2 separate regions of the Mus musculus genome follow, and region 1 is linked to region 2. Evidence: chromatin contacts called from public HiCAR-type data. All regions are on one chromosome and are shown on one strand. Each heading gives the region's core, a stretch centred on a gene start, on an enhancer-like site or on the middle of the called end of the contact. The rest is flanking DNA. Distances are from core to core; before and after follow the strand shown.

What was found. HiCAR-type assays count read pairs that join an accessible place to other places.
Region 1: a contact with region 2 is called in a HiCAR-type map of fibro-adipogenic progenitors, with 4 times the contacts expected there. The contact joins two enhancer-like sites. A contact is called at or near these places in 8 of 39 promoter capture datasets (the 3T3-L1 cell line, cranial neural crest, embryonic stem cells and 4 more), 1 of 115 datasets of contacts at active chromatin or transcription factors (fibro-adipogenic progenitors) and 1 of 9 other capture datasets (embryonic stem cells).

What each region holds. Positions count from the first base shown.
Region 1 is chr7:98,926,511-98,932,312 of GRCm38.p6, forward strand. All of the region lies in intron 13 of Uvrag (UV radiation resistance associated gene), which reads right to left. Among named protein-coding and RNA genes, the nearest start is that of Gm33827, 53 kb to the left of the region's middle. Within about 2 kb of position 2,026, at least 54 of the 459 cell types and tissues checked have an H3K27ac peak or open chromatin away from gene starts, as enhancers often do. A contact at or near this core is called in fibro-adipogenic progenitors, where this site is marked.
Region 2 is chr7:98,733,571-98,740,100 of GRCm38.p6, forward strand. No RefSeq gene overlaps it. Among named protein-coding and RNA genes, the nearest start is that of Gm19656, 9.7 kb to the left of the region's middle. Within about 2 kb of position 3,436, at least 15 of the 459 cell types and tissues checked have an H3K27ac peak or open chromatin away from gene starts, as enhancers often do. A contact at or near this core is called in fibro-adipogenic progenitors, where this site is marked.

The DNA.
Region 1 (5,802 bases), core at 776-3,275, 190 kb after region 2:
TTTAATATCTTACTGGTCTACATCCTACTTTGTATTTAAGATAACCCCGCTGGCTGTGTTACCATTCTGAACTGAGGTTCAGAGGGCTTTTGCAGTGCTTTAACGGTCACCATGAGCATGGAAGCTGTGGTGTGCATCCCTCACACCTCCGATTACACAGTGTGCAACTGGCTGATGGTCCAGCTAAAGCTCTGGATCCGTCCAGTGGTCCAGCACCTCAGCCAATGACGGTTTGGCAGAGATGCTAAATAAGGCCTGTGGTACATGGACGTCCTCCAGTGGGCAGCTGAGCTTGAGGACTTCCTGTGAGGTAGGATGGGTCTTTCTCAGGGCTGATGAAAGCCCCAATTCTTCCTGGCTTGCCCTCTACCTTCCTTCTATAGACATCCTATATGCATTAGGCTTTCCCCACCCTTCCCACTCTCCTCTAACAAACTGTTTTAATATGTACTCCACTCCTGGAATCTGTTCCGACCCAACCGTCAGTGAGAGTGAATGCCAGTATTGACCTGTGTAATGACCTAGGAAGAGAACTCCAAATGGAGAATTTCCCTAGAGTGAGTCTGGGAAGCACTTCACAGTAGGGAGGCCTGATACAAAGGGCAAATTCAAAAGGCTCTCCAGCCCAGTTCTCCTGCACCTGGGATAACACACAGGGACAAGGAGTCAAAGCTTGAGGTAATGTGTAATGTGCTGGGAGGGAGAGAAGGGCACGAGCTAGCAGGTTTGCAGAGCTGTGGCTTCCTGGTACAATGAGCTGCATGCATAGCTCTGAAAAGCAATAAACGCAAAGCCAAAGGTGAACTAGACAGGTAGCCAGGTGTGCGTGGCACAGAGCGTGGTCCTTGATGGATCCCTCAAATGAGTCACCACTGAGCTGATAATAAAAACCCAAAGACATTGCCTGAGCAGATACGGTGGTAGAGCTGATGCACGAGGGAGAATGTAATCGTCTATGTATCCCCGGAGCTGGAATTACAGGCATTTGTGAGCCTCACTGATGTGGGTGCCAGGAACCAAACTCAAGCCCTCTGCAAGAGCAGGGAGCATTTGTAACTACTAACTTCCTAGCCGCTAGGTTGTCTTTCTTCTCGTTTTCCTTTTTAAAAGATAATTTATTACTTTTTATTTTATGTATCTAAGTGTTTGCCTGCATGGGTGTCTATGTAGCACATATGTACACAGTGTTCACAGAGGCCAGAAGCGGCTGTTGGATCCCTTGGAACTGGACTTACAGATAGCTCTGAGCTGTCATGTTGGTGCTGGGAACTGAAACTGAGTCCTCTGCAAGAACAAGTGTTCTAACCACTGAGCCATCTCTGCAACCTCTGCACTATTTTTCGTAAGAAGAAACTTTTGTATCTGCCAATACCCAGAACTAGACTAGTACATTCAACGAGTACTTTCTGGCTTCCGTGTCCAAGTACACGAACCTTTGAATATATTCTATGTTTTGGTTTAAAATCAGAAAAGCAAGATATAAAGTATAGGGAAACTAGGACAATACATTTTGTTTGGAAAATGATTACACAAAAGATATGAATTAACTTTTAAAATAAACAAAATGAGGTATATCATAATGGCTGTGCTTTAGGACGGGGTAAAGAATAAAACGACAACATAATACGATGTCCCTGCTTCTCGCGGCTACATCTCACTAAATATCTTAGACCGTGACTAAAAGCCCTACATCCTCTTAGCCTCTTACACTTGGTTATTAATGCCGCCTTTATGGAAATAAATAACAAAGCTCCGATGGACGACAGAAAGTGCATTAGTGTGCGTGTTATCTCTCCTGGTATGAATGTAATGGGTATCTTAATAAGGAGATATAAACTAACGTCACTGATTAGAGCATGCATCCACTCACAGCACCTCACATCCTCCAGCGGGGCCTGACGGCCTTGTCTGGGTGGAATTACTATAAAGCAGATGATGAATTAGGACAAGGGGCAGAGGGACACATAAATGTGCCTCAGAGATGAAGCAATTACATTCCAGGACATCACAAGCTCCAAGTCCACACACAAGACAGAGCAGTGACCTAAGGCTGTCCTGCCAATGTGGAATGCCCACTGCTCAGCACTGGCTGGGGCTAAGCTATTCTGATTGCTGGGCCACGGGTTTCGGAATAATCTGAAAGTAACATTTACATGTTTTAGTCTCTTTTAATCTCCAAAATACCATGAAGTGATGTTTATCAGAGTTAAGACACAGGCACATTCCAGTTGGATGACTTCATTCTCAGGGGACCTTGTCATTATGAGAGCATATTAAAAGAAAGCAAGACTTCACAAGCCTTCCAGAAGAATTCTAAGTGACATTACAAATGAAATAAAAAAAAAATTGTTTGGCTTAGCTATACAAAGTAATTTCCTTCTTGTGGTTAGCTTGGCGGTCAGAGTTCAGCCATCTTTGGATAGAGTGACCACCGCAATTAGTGTGTGACTGGCATAGAGGCAGGCTCTCTCACTCTCCTCTAATTAGCTTTGATTTCAGTGCTGAGCACAGAGGATTGACCTGTGAGCAGCAAATGCCCACAAATTCATTTACCACTAGGGTTTTGGAAAATCCCACACATTTGTAGGAATGCTGGAAAGACATCTGTCTAAAACCCAGTCAGCTCGTCTGTGGACAGCTTGCTTTATCACATATTCTTAAGATGTTCACAGATGCTGTTTTCAGCGTATACCTCTATAATATAGAACATCAGAAACACTCCACATAGATTTGCTTCAGTCATTGTTTAAAAATTTCTTTTCTACCCAAAATTAGCCCAAGCTTGCTTCCACACTAATGACACAGAAATACTATATGGTGATTAGGTATATAGAATATACATATAAAAGCCTACTCTGCCTACATATGAGCTATTGCTGCTCTACTTCAAAGTTCTTTTTCTTCTGGGGTACATGACAATAAAACGATGCCTTTCATCATAGCCAATGGCATCTTTAGACCAGACCAGTACTCAGCCGAGGGTGCTACGTATACCCTTTCACTGCTGTTACACAGACGAGCACATGACATACGATGTACAGTTTAAAGGATCAGAATGATAAGGCAAACACTGTGCAGACACGACTCAGGCTACAGAGAGAAGAAGCTGGGTCCCACAGGATCCCCAGGAGCCCCCTTTGTGCTAATTCTTTCCCTTCCTCACTGGTAATCCAGCCTCAGCTTGATGTATAGTTCATTCCTAACAGCACTGCTGACCCTTGTCTGGTGTGAATTGCACACTTGCAGCGATCTCTTTCCGCCATCCCATGTGCTGTGCATCTTGGCATTCAATGTCCTAGTCACTGCCATGGCTCTGTGGTGGCACAGTATTCCATATGTAAACACCCATGATTAGCAATGGACACATTGCTAATGGATTGCAGCCTGTCTTTAGTCTTTGGCTAATATGAATACTGTTGCTATAAACACTCTCATATACAGATGTTCAACTTCCCTGGACAGAGCCAAATTATTATTATTATCCTGTTTGAGACAGGATTTCGTGTATCCCAGGTTGGACTCAAACTTGCTCTGTTAGCTAAGGAGAAACCTGAACTTGTGATTCTCCTGCCTCCACCTCAAATGCTGGGATTACAGACTTGCTAGAACACGCCAGACTTACTCTGTGCTAGCAATGACATCAGCCACCTGGATTATTTTTCTAAATGATCCTTTTCCTATACCATCATGGAGAGATGTCTTGGCAGTTAAGAACAATGGCTGTTTACCCCAACAACGTAGGTTCAATTCCCAGCATCTATATGGCCACTCACAAATGTCTTTTACTCGAATTCTCTAGGGCTTCTGACACCTTCTTCTGGCATTCATGAACAGTGTATGCTTGTGGTATACAGGTATACATGCAGGCAACATATTCATATACATTTAAAAATTTAAAGAATAACCTATTTTTATTTTGTGTCTGTACGTGGGTGCGTGTGCTCCTGTGTGTGCATATGCGTGTGTTTAAAATCATGTATGTGCTCCCAAACCAGGGAGGAGGTATAGCAGAACAGTGCTGTCAGAGGAAATGAAGAGTATTTATCTCAGTCCTCTTGTTGGGCACAATCCTGGGCTTAGAGGCACTGAGACTCATCGGTGTCACCATGAGGAAGAGACACATAGCATGGGCAGGTCAGTTAGAGTTAACTGTGAGATGAGAGCACATCTGGAGCTGGAGACCCTAGGCTGTCTTGCAAGGCACCCTGGGAACGTGACAGGACTGTCCCTGTAAAACTGAGCACAATGGGATAAAGATAGAGAACTGGAGAGAAGTTTGAAAAACCAAACGTCAAAACCACTCCACGGCACAACGGAGGCTATGAGCCCTGTCACATAAAAACATGGGACTCGAGGCCCGGAGAGAATTTCCTTAAATGAGGTCCAGTCAGTCACAACACTGACCAGGAATAAACACAGGTCCCCTTACATTTGTGTTCCTAGCCACAGACTGCTCCAAGTCAAGCCAGCCCAGGGTACAGTGCTATACTGCAGAAGGCAGGAAAAATACATTTATCTTTTACGTTGCTATGAACTAATGAATCCTAGAGAGTAAGGGAAAGCTCTTTGAAGTGGGTGGTCTTCTGCATGTCTTGGCATGCCTGTCCCCTGATGCTGGAAGCCACACAGTGGTGAGCCCTGCAGAAGGAACCCTGTGCTCCAGTTCCCTGTCACTACCATTTTAGAATGTCAAAAAAAAAAAAAAAAAAAAAAAAAAGTCAGTGGGCCTCAGTTTTCAGTCAAAGAAATTAAAGCTAATTTTACAAATGCGGTTATTCAGGGTGTGCTCAAGCCCAGTTATTTCTGACGTTTACGTGGAGTGTGACATAAAGCTTAGTCTGCCGTGTTGATCCCGTCAGAGCCCATTTCTGTTTCTGCCCATGTTTTCATCTACATAGGTAGAATGAGGCATTTTGTAGCTTTTGCTTTAGTGTATGCCATCATTCATTATGTAGCCCAGGCTAGCCTCAAGTTCATAACTCTCTTGCCTCAGCCTCCTTCACATTAAATTTTAGGTTCAGTCCTAAACAGCCTGACTTAATTTCTCACAAGTTAAAAATATTATAGTTTATTAATAGTGAACAGAAAACGTACTGCTAAAAATTTTTAAGGAGACTCCTAGAGACATCTCTAGGAAGTGTGAGTGGAGTGACTTCAGCCTTCTGTTGGAGGTGGCTGACATGCTGCAGGCAACTAGGATGCTGAACTGAGCTGCAGGAGAGGAAGAGGGTAAACACAGGCTGGCGTAAGTCAAAGCTTCAGCAGATCCCACATGTAAGTTACTAGTTACATGTAAGTTACTAGTTACATGTAAGTTACAAGGCATAGGGATTAACTCAGCACAACAGTTTTGGGGACTCTGAATAGCCTTGCTATCATCTTTTAAAAAAGTATTATTCATTATTTTCTTTCTTCTTCCTCCTCCTCCTCTTCTTCCTCCTAAGACAAGAACTTATAACCCAGGCTGGCCTTGAACTTAGAAAGATCATCCTGTCTTAGATTCCCAAGTGTTGGCATTACAGGTGTGAGCTACTATGCCTAGCCTAGATATTTATTCTAGCACATATGCAAATATTTCTGTGGGAGAATAAAGTAATATTTGAAATGACCTAAATGTCTACCAATAAAGAAACTGTTAAGTGAATAATGTTACATGCATACCGCAGGACAACCTTTGCATAGCTCTACTTATCAACAGAAACTGCATTCACAATATACATAAATGGGGAAAAAAAGCAGAAAGGACAACTGCTGCACATTCTGAAACTATTTATTTTAATTGTATCTCTTTTAGCTGTGTAC
Region 2 (6,530 bases), core at 2,186-4,685:
GAGCCACGCAGCAGCTCTCCAGGGCCAGTCATGGTCCTCTCAATCGCTCAAGAAGGAGGCTCAAGATTTGAGAGGCTTAGCAACTTCCTAAAGCCACACAGCTGGCCCCGGGCATCAGAAGACTGGAAGAATCCCAGCGGAGAGTAGTTGCGCCAGGAGTTTTCAAGCAATTTCAAGTGTCATGGGAAGCTACATATTTGCCATGGAGTTTCCAGCCCTGGCTATCGGCAGGAGGGTAGGCCAGCAGATTCTCATCCATTGGACAAGCAGCTCTTAGACAGCCTGATTCAGGATGCCAGCCTGATCCCCATGTGCTGTCCCTGTGACCTCAGCAAGAAGGGTCCGGTACTGGTCTTGCTTCTCTGTCAGATGCAGGCTGCTAGAGGAGGACTCTGATCTGTTGAGGCAATGGCATCTTTGCTTAAGGAAATTTTTAAAGATTTATTTTTACTTTATGTATATGAGTTGTGTACGTATTGTATGTATACGTACAAGGGTCAGATCCCCTGGAACAAGAGTTATGGGTGGTTGTGAGTCACCATATGGATGCTGGGAACCAAGCCTCGGTCTTAAGTAAGTGGTCTTAACTGCTGAGTCATCGCTCCATCCCCTGTTTAAGAAGATCTTAAACAGAGCTGAGAATGTGACTTGGCAGTGGAGATGCTTGGCTTGTCTGTCATTCCCTTCTGTGAAACAAAAGTGAAGTTATCTTAAGCTGAATTTATTTATTCTTTCATATAGTTCAACAAATACTACCCTGCCAAGCACTGGGGCCTGTAGCTGGCAGATCATCTTCCTGCCTCGAGTCTCTCTGTTGTGTGTGAGAGAACTGAAAGGTCATTATCCCTCCTATCAGGATAGGGATGGACCGGCTGACAAGCTCCCCAGCACGAAGGGTGCGTGCTAATAGACTCCTTGAAGGCTCTTTATAGGGCTACAGAGATGGCTCTGTACTTAAGAGCCTTTACTGCTGCTTTTCCAGAGGACCCAAGTTCAAATCCAAGCACCCACTACAGGTAGGTAGCTCACAACCCTCTGTAAGCCCAGCTCCAGGGGAATATGACACCCCTTTCCTGCCTCCGTGGCACTGCACACACATGCACAAATGCATGCATGCATATGTTCATGCACACACACACACACACACACAATTAACAAATCCTTTCAAAAGATTATCACCTATAACCAGCCACTTTCCAGATTGGGTGGTAAGGCCAGAACCTGAAGCAGCTTCTTCATGGCCTCATTAATCAAAGAAGCTTTATGCAGTCGACGGAGACTGGGCATGGCTGAGGAGACAGAAACAAGGAGGGGGCCAGCTGAGCAACGCTCTCCAGATGGAAAGAGACCCGATTGGCAGAGGCCAAATATCCGTCTCCAACCCACCTGGCAGAACCTTCTTAACCTCCCCTCCTGCCCCGCCCATTCTCTGCCAGAGCCAGGGTGTCAGCCTAAGCCTGGTGACAGCAGCCCTGAACAGGCTTGGGTGGCTGAAGCCCTCCATTGTAGCAGCTCTGGCCTCTCGCGCAGGAGCCCAGCCCCGCTGAGTTGTATGCCTGCCAACCAGAGAGTGCTGTCTGGCTTCTGAGGGGGAAGTCTCCGTGCAAGTAACTCAAACCATTCCCTGCAGCCCAGCACGAGCCCTGGAGGGCTGTCTGAAGGATGATAGCCTCGTGGCAGGACCTGTGAGCAGCTCTCAGGACCAAGAATGAAGTAGAGGGAATGGCCCCAGAGCCCAGGTTTCCCCCCAACTCTTCTCTGGGTCTCAGTTTTTGTCCAAGGGACATTGGCATTCCTCGAAAGCTTGCCAATGGAGAGACTGACCAGGGTCTCTTGGGTATACAGCATCCCTTTCAGACAAAGCTCTGATCACTCTGCCATGTGACTAAGGCACCTGATGGCTGAGACCCCTCCACCTGGCCTGGCCTTCGAGGCAGGAGGGTTAGAGAGCAGGGCTGGCAGTTGCTTCTCCGCCTCTCTCGCCATGTTCTATGAACAGTGCATATTCCATAGATTTATTCTGGGTGTGGCTTTCTCTCCCTTGGAGATAACCGAGGAGGAACTGGATTGTCCTCAGCCGGGTCAGAGTGGGGAGCTGGGGCTGGGTGTGAAACCCCTGTAGTGAACCTCGAAAGCCAGTGTGGAGTGGAGCTGTGAAATGGGGTTTTGGTCATTTCTCCCCTGGAAGTTGTTTTGGTGTTATACACAGAAAGTAAGCAACGGAAGCTTTACTGTGCCCCCTGTTAGGATGAGTGACTGTCCTTTACACTGTGCCTTCCTTATACGTGGGGAGCAGAGAAGCCTTGAGTGAACGTGTCTGTTTGACATAGGCAGGGCCATGCCTAGGACCCTAGTGCCGCAGACCCATGGAAGTAGCTCAGCTTCCCAGCCACCTCGGGGTGAGGCTCAGAGGAACGGCAAAGCCTTCTCTGCTCTGAGAGGGAATGCCGACAGTGTGAGCAAGTGCATGTGTTTACAAATGATTGGCCTGTGTGTGCAAAAAACTAGCAACAGCAGCTCCTGGAGGCCTGCATCCTTGGCTGACTTGCAGGCAGACACCTTCTACCCAGATCAGAGAGTCCATCAGAGCACACACAGTCCACCTGACCCCAGCTTTTCTGTAGTCGTGTCTGTTCTTTCTTATTCCCTTGTTGTCCCAGTCTGGTCAAGTCCCAGCCACTCTTACATTTTGGGATTAAATTTATTTTTAAATGTCAGGGCCATACTGCACATGATGGTTTTATGGCTGAAGTGCTTGCATGTCCAGTGTGTACTCAGGCTGGCACACAGCTACATGCATGGACAGGTTGTTGCACTTCTACTGCTTGAATCCATGGTAAGCATCGCTCATGCCAGGAAACAGGACACTGGGGTGATTTTCCAATGCTGGGGATGGGACTCGGGGCCTTATATGGGCTAGGAAGAGATTGACCGCTAAGCTGCCTCCCCAGATGGTAGGTGCTTGATAGGTGCTTCTTCTTGAGGCTGGAGGTGGTTGCTAAGATCCCCAGCATTGTGTGAAGCTGCTCAAAGCAGCTGCCTGTAACTCTAGCTCCAGAGGATACGACGCCCTCTTCTGGTCTCCACGGTCAAACACATTTTTTAAAGGAGTGTTACTTAGAATGTTCTTAACAAATCATAATAAATAAAATTGATAATTTGCTGTTGGTTGCCATTTCTTTAGTTCAAACTAGCCAATCCATAGCATTTGGGAACTTCTGAGTTAAATGATCTGGTGTCCCATTCTTCTGGAGTCCTTGAGCCAGCATCTTCAGCTATGCACCAGCCAAAGGAAAGGAGGCCTGGGCCTGGGACCCCACCCACCCTATCCTAGGGTGGGGAAGAATCTGGCTCACACATCTTTCCAGATGGGGAACTCAGCACTGGAAGCCAGACCAAGGGGCAGTGAGTTAGACAGTTCTGGGTGGGACAGGCCGGGATGAGTCACTTCTCCATCCAGGCTGCTCTGTAGCTGCTTTGAGATACCCTGACTCCCTGTTTCCTCCTGCTCCCATACTCCTACAGCAGGTCTCCACGACACCCACGAACCCCCCGGGACCTCACCACCACATCCTTTCGCCCCACATCTTCTCAGGTCCCAGTCCTATACCTCCCAGACTCAGAGCCCATTCTCTTCTGCATCACCTCTGCTGATACACAGAACATCTTGGCACTTTGCTAGAAGGTTCTGAGAGCTGGTCAAATCCTACAGCCCAGGGGAATGTAGAAGCCCCAGCCACTCAATCAGGCAATTTGTCAAGCATTTTCGTTGTTCCAGAACCATGAGGCAGAGCAAGACTAAGGATTACCCTTCTGATGACTAAGCAGCAAGGGTCATATTGTTCCAGCAGCCTGATGCTCAGTAGCTGCTGATCATTTACATATGGGGCAAAGGAGTGGCTAATCTGCGCTGAAGTCACTGTCCTTAGAAGACTTTAGAGTCTGCTGGCAGTGATGAGACCCAACAAATATCTGCTAGACGGTTGAAACTGGGCACTTGTCGCGGTGAAAAGAGCTGATGCAGGTGTGGGGAGAAAGCATCATTACAGGTTGCAGGGACCACAGAGGCATCAAAAGGCATCCACTTAGTTGGCTTCCAGCATCCTCCACAGCACCCCTGTTGCCACTGAGGAATTGGTCCGTGTTAATGTAAGGCTTCAACTGAAAAGAACTGCCTCGGGCCATTGGTGGCCCCTTGGCTTAGGGGCATGTAGGCATGCAATCTTTTGAGTTCAGTTGTGCACATATAGGTTTTGGAAAGTCTTGAAACCTTGTAACATCCCTTTTCACTCTAAGGGGACAACAGCTTTTAACTTTAAATTATTTAGCTTCCCTCTCCCTCTTCCCCCTCTCTCTGATGTGTGTGCACGTGTGTGTGTGTGTGTGTGTGTGTGTGTGTGTGTGTGTGTGTGTGTGTGTGTGTGTGTGTTTACAGGCCAGAAATCAACCCTGGTGTTATTCTTCAGGTGCTGTCCATCTTGAGATAGCATCTCTCACTGGCACCTGACCTTCACCAATTAAGTTAGGCTGGTCAGTCACTGTGTCTCTGAGATCTGCCCTGTCCCTGCCTCCCCAGCTGCTTCTTGACCTGTCATCCCCTCCCCTTGTTATCTCTACAGCCACCTGTACAGTCTGTGTCTCCCCACTTCTTGGCATAATTGCATCACAACTTTGGCTACCAGAACTCTTTGCAGCAACCGATCGAGGCAACGCTGCTGACAACACAGGCATGTAGTGTTCTGTGATTACTTTTCTGTCCCTGCACAGCAGATGCAGTAGCATCAGTCTCAGCATGTTTCAATGTGCACTGGTGTTTATTGGAAGGCTCTCCCAGCCTCCCAACCCTCCCAGCCCCCCAGCCTCCCAGCCTCCCAGCCTGTATAATCAGGATGAGTTGCTTTCCATCCTAAGTCCTCTGGCCTCCACCATCCTTTTCCTGCTCTCCCAGCCACATTCTTTCTTGGGTGCTGCATTCCTCTCTACTTTGGTTCATGTTCTCATCTCGTCTGAAGCGTGACTCCAGTGGGAATAAGAAGACAACTTGCAAGAGTCCGTTCTCTCCTTCCACCATGTGAGTCCCTGTTGCTAAAATCCTTCCTTGGAGGAAGACATAAACTATGTCTCCCTCCCTCTACGATTCTAATGATGAACAAAAACTTTATTTCACTGAAGCTCATGCTGGGGAACCAATGAGTTTATGGGGCTTATTTCCAGGGCATGCACAGATGAGGAGCTGCTTATAGGAGAGTGGATGACTCCAAAGCAGTCACCCTGATTGTTCCCATAGCAACATATGTGGAGTCTTCTTCCCCTAGAGTTTTGAGCCTATATACTGCAGCAAAAGGTCATGTTCAATTAGGGCTGAATGGCATATAGAGGGCTGGGAAGAATGGCTGGTACTCATAGGATGATCCACTGACCCCACCAACTCTTTCCCAGAGGGAATCTCCACAGGCCAGATTGTGCTGAACTCTCTCACAAGCAAGCACAGCTAATTTAACAAAGATGGAAGCAGTCTGGCTCAAAGGATAGCACCTTTCAGTAGCCTTCCAAAGAATTGAATCAGGCTCAGGCAAGCGCCCTTACCTGGTGAGCCATCCTTGCTGACCTGGGGCGGCTTCCATCATAAGCTCCTGTCTTGTTGACCGTCAGTGTTTCCGACTAGCCTTCCATTGCTCTGGCTATCTGGGCTGAATCCCCTTACATCCTCATTATCCCCTCTCTTCTGGTTTCTCTTCATCATTCTGCTCTGTTTTCCTCCAAACTTTCTTCCAATTGTTCTTCTTAATTCCCCCTTTTTGCTATTTTATATTTAACGCCCAAGAGTTCTTGTTTTGTAGCATCCCATTCTTGTTCAATGACTATAATACCTCGATTTTTAGAGCACTAATTACTCTTTTCTGTTTGAAGCCTGCTTCATGTCGACTCCCTTATCTAGATTCCTTTTTAGTTCTCCCTGGGATTTTGATGTTACTTTGCCTTTTATCCTTTAAAACCTTTGACTCTCCCACTGGGGGTGTCCCCAAGTGCCTGCTCATCTCTGTGCTTGTGTCTAAGAATGGAACACTACAGCACAGGCTTGGTTCTCTGGGAACAGAATAGAGTTGCATGCAGGATCTGGTTGAGGCACTTCAAAGACTGATGAAGAGAAAAGCTCCTGCCTGAGCTCTTGTGTCAATTCCTCCTGGACCATTTGTTGCTATTGTGCAGAGGGGTGGCATGGGAAAACTTGGAATCTACCCCTTCCAACGTTAACACATATTTATTTTTATTTTATGTACGTGAGTGCTTCCCCTGCATGTATGTATGTGTGCTACGTTCATGCGTGGTACCCACGGAGTTCAGAGGAAGGCATCCAATCTCCCGGAATGGAAGTTATAGACACTTATGAACCACCATGTGGGTGCCCAGAACTGAACCCTGATCCTCTGCAAGAACAGAAAGTGCTCTTAACCACTGAGCCACCTCTGCAGCCCAGGAATCTGTTTCTTAAATAGATTTCCATGCAGTCTTTGTGTCGTTAGCTCCTG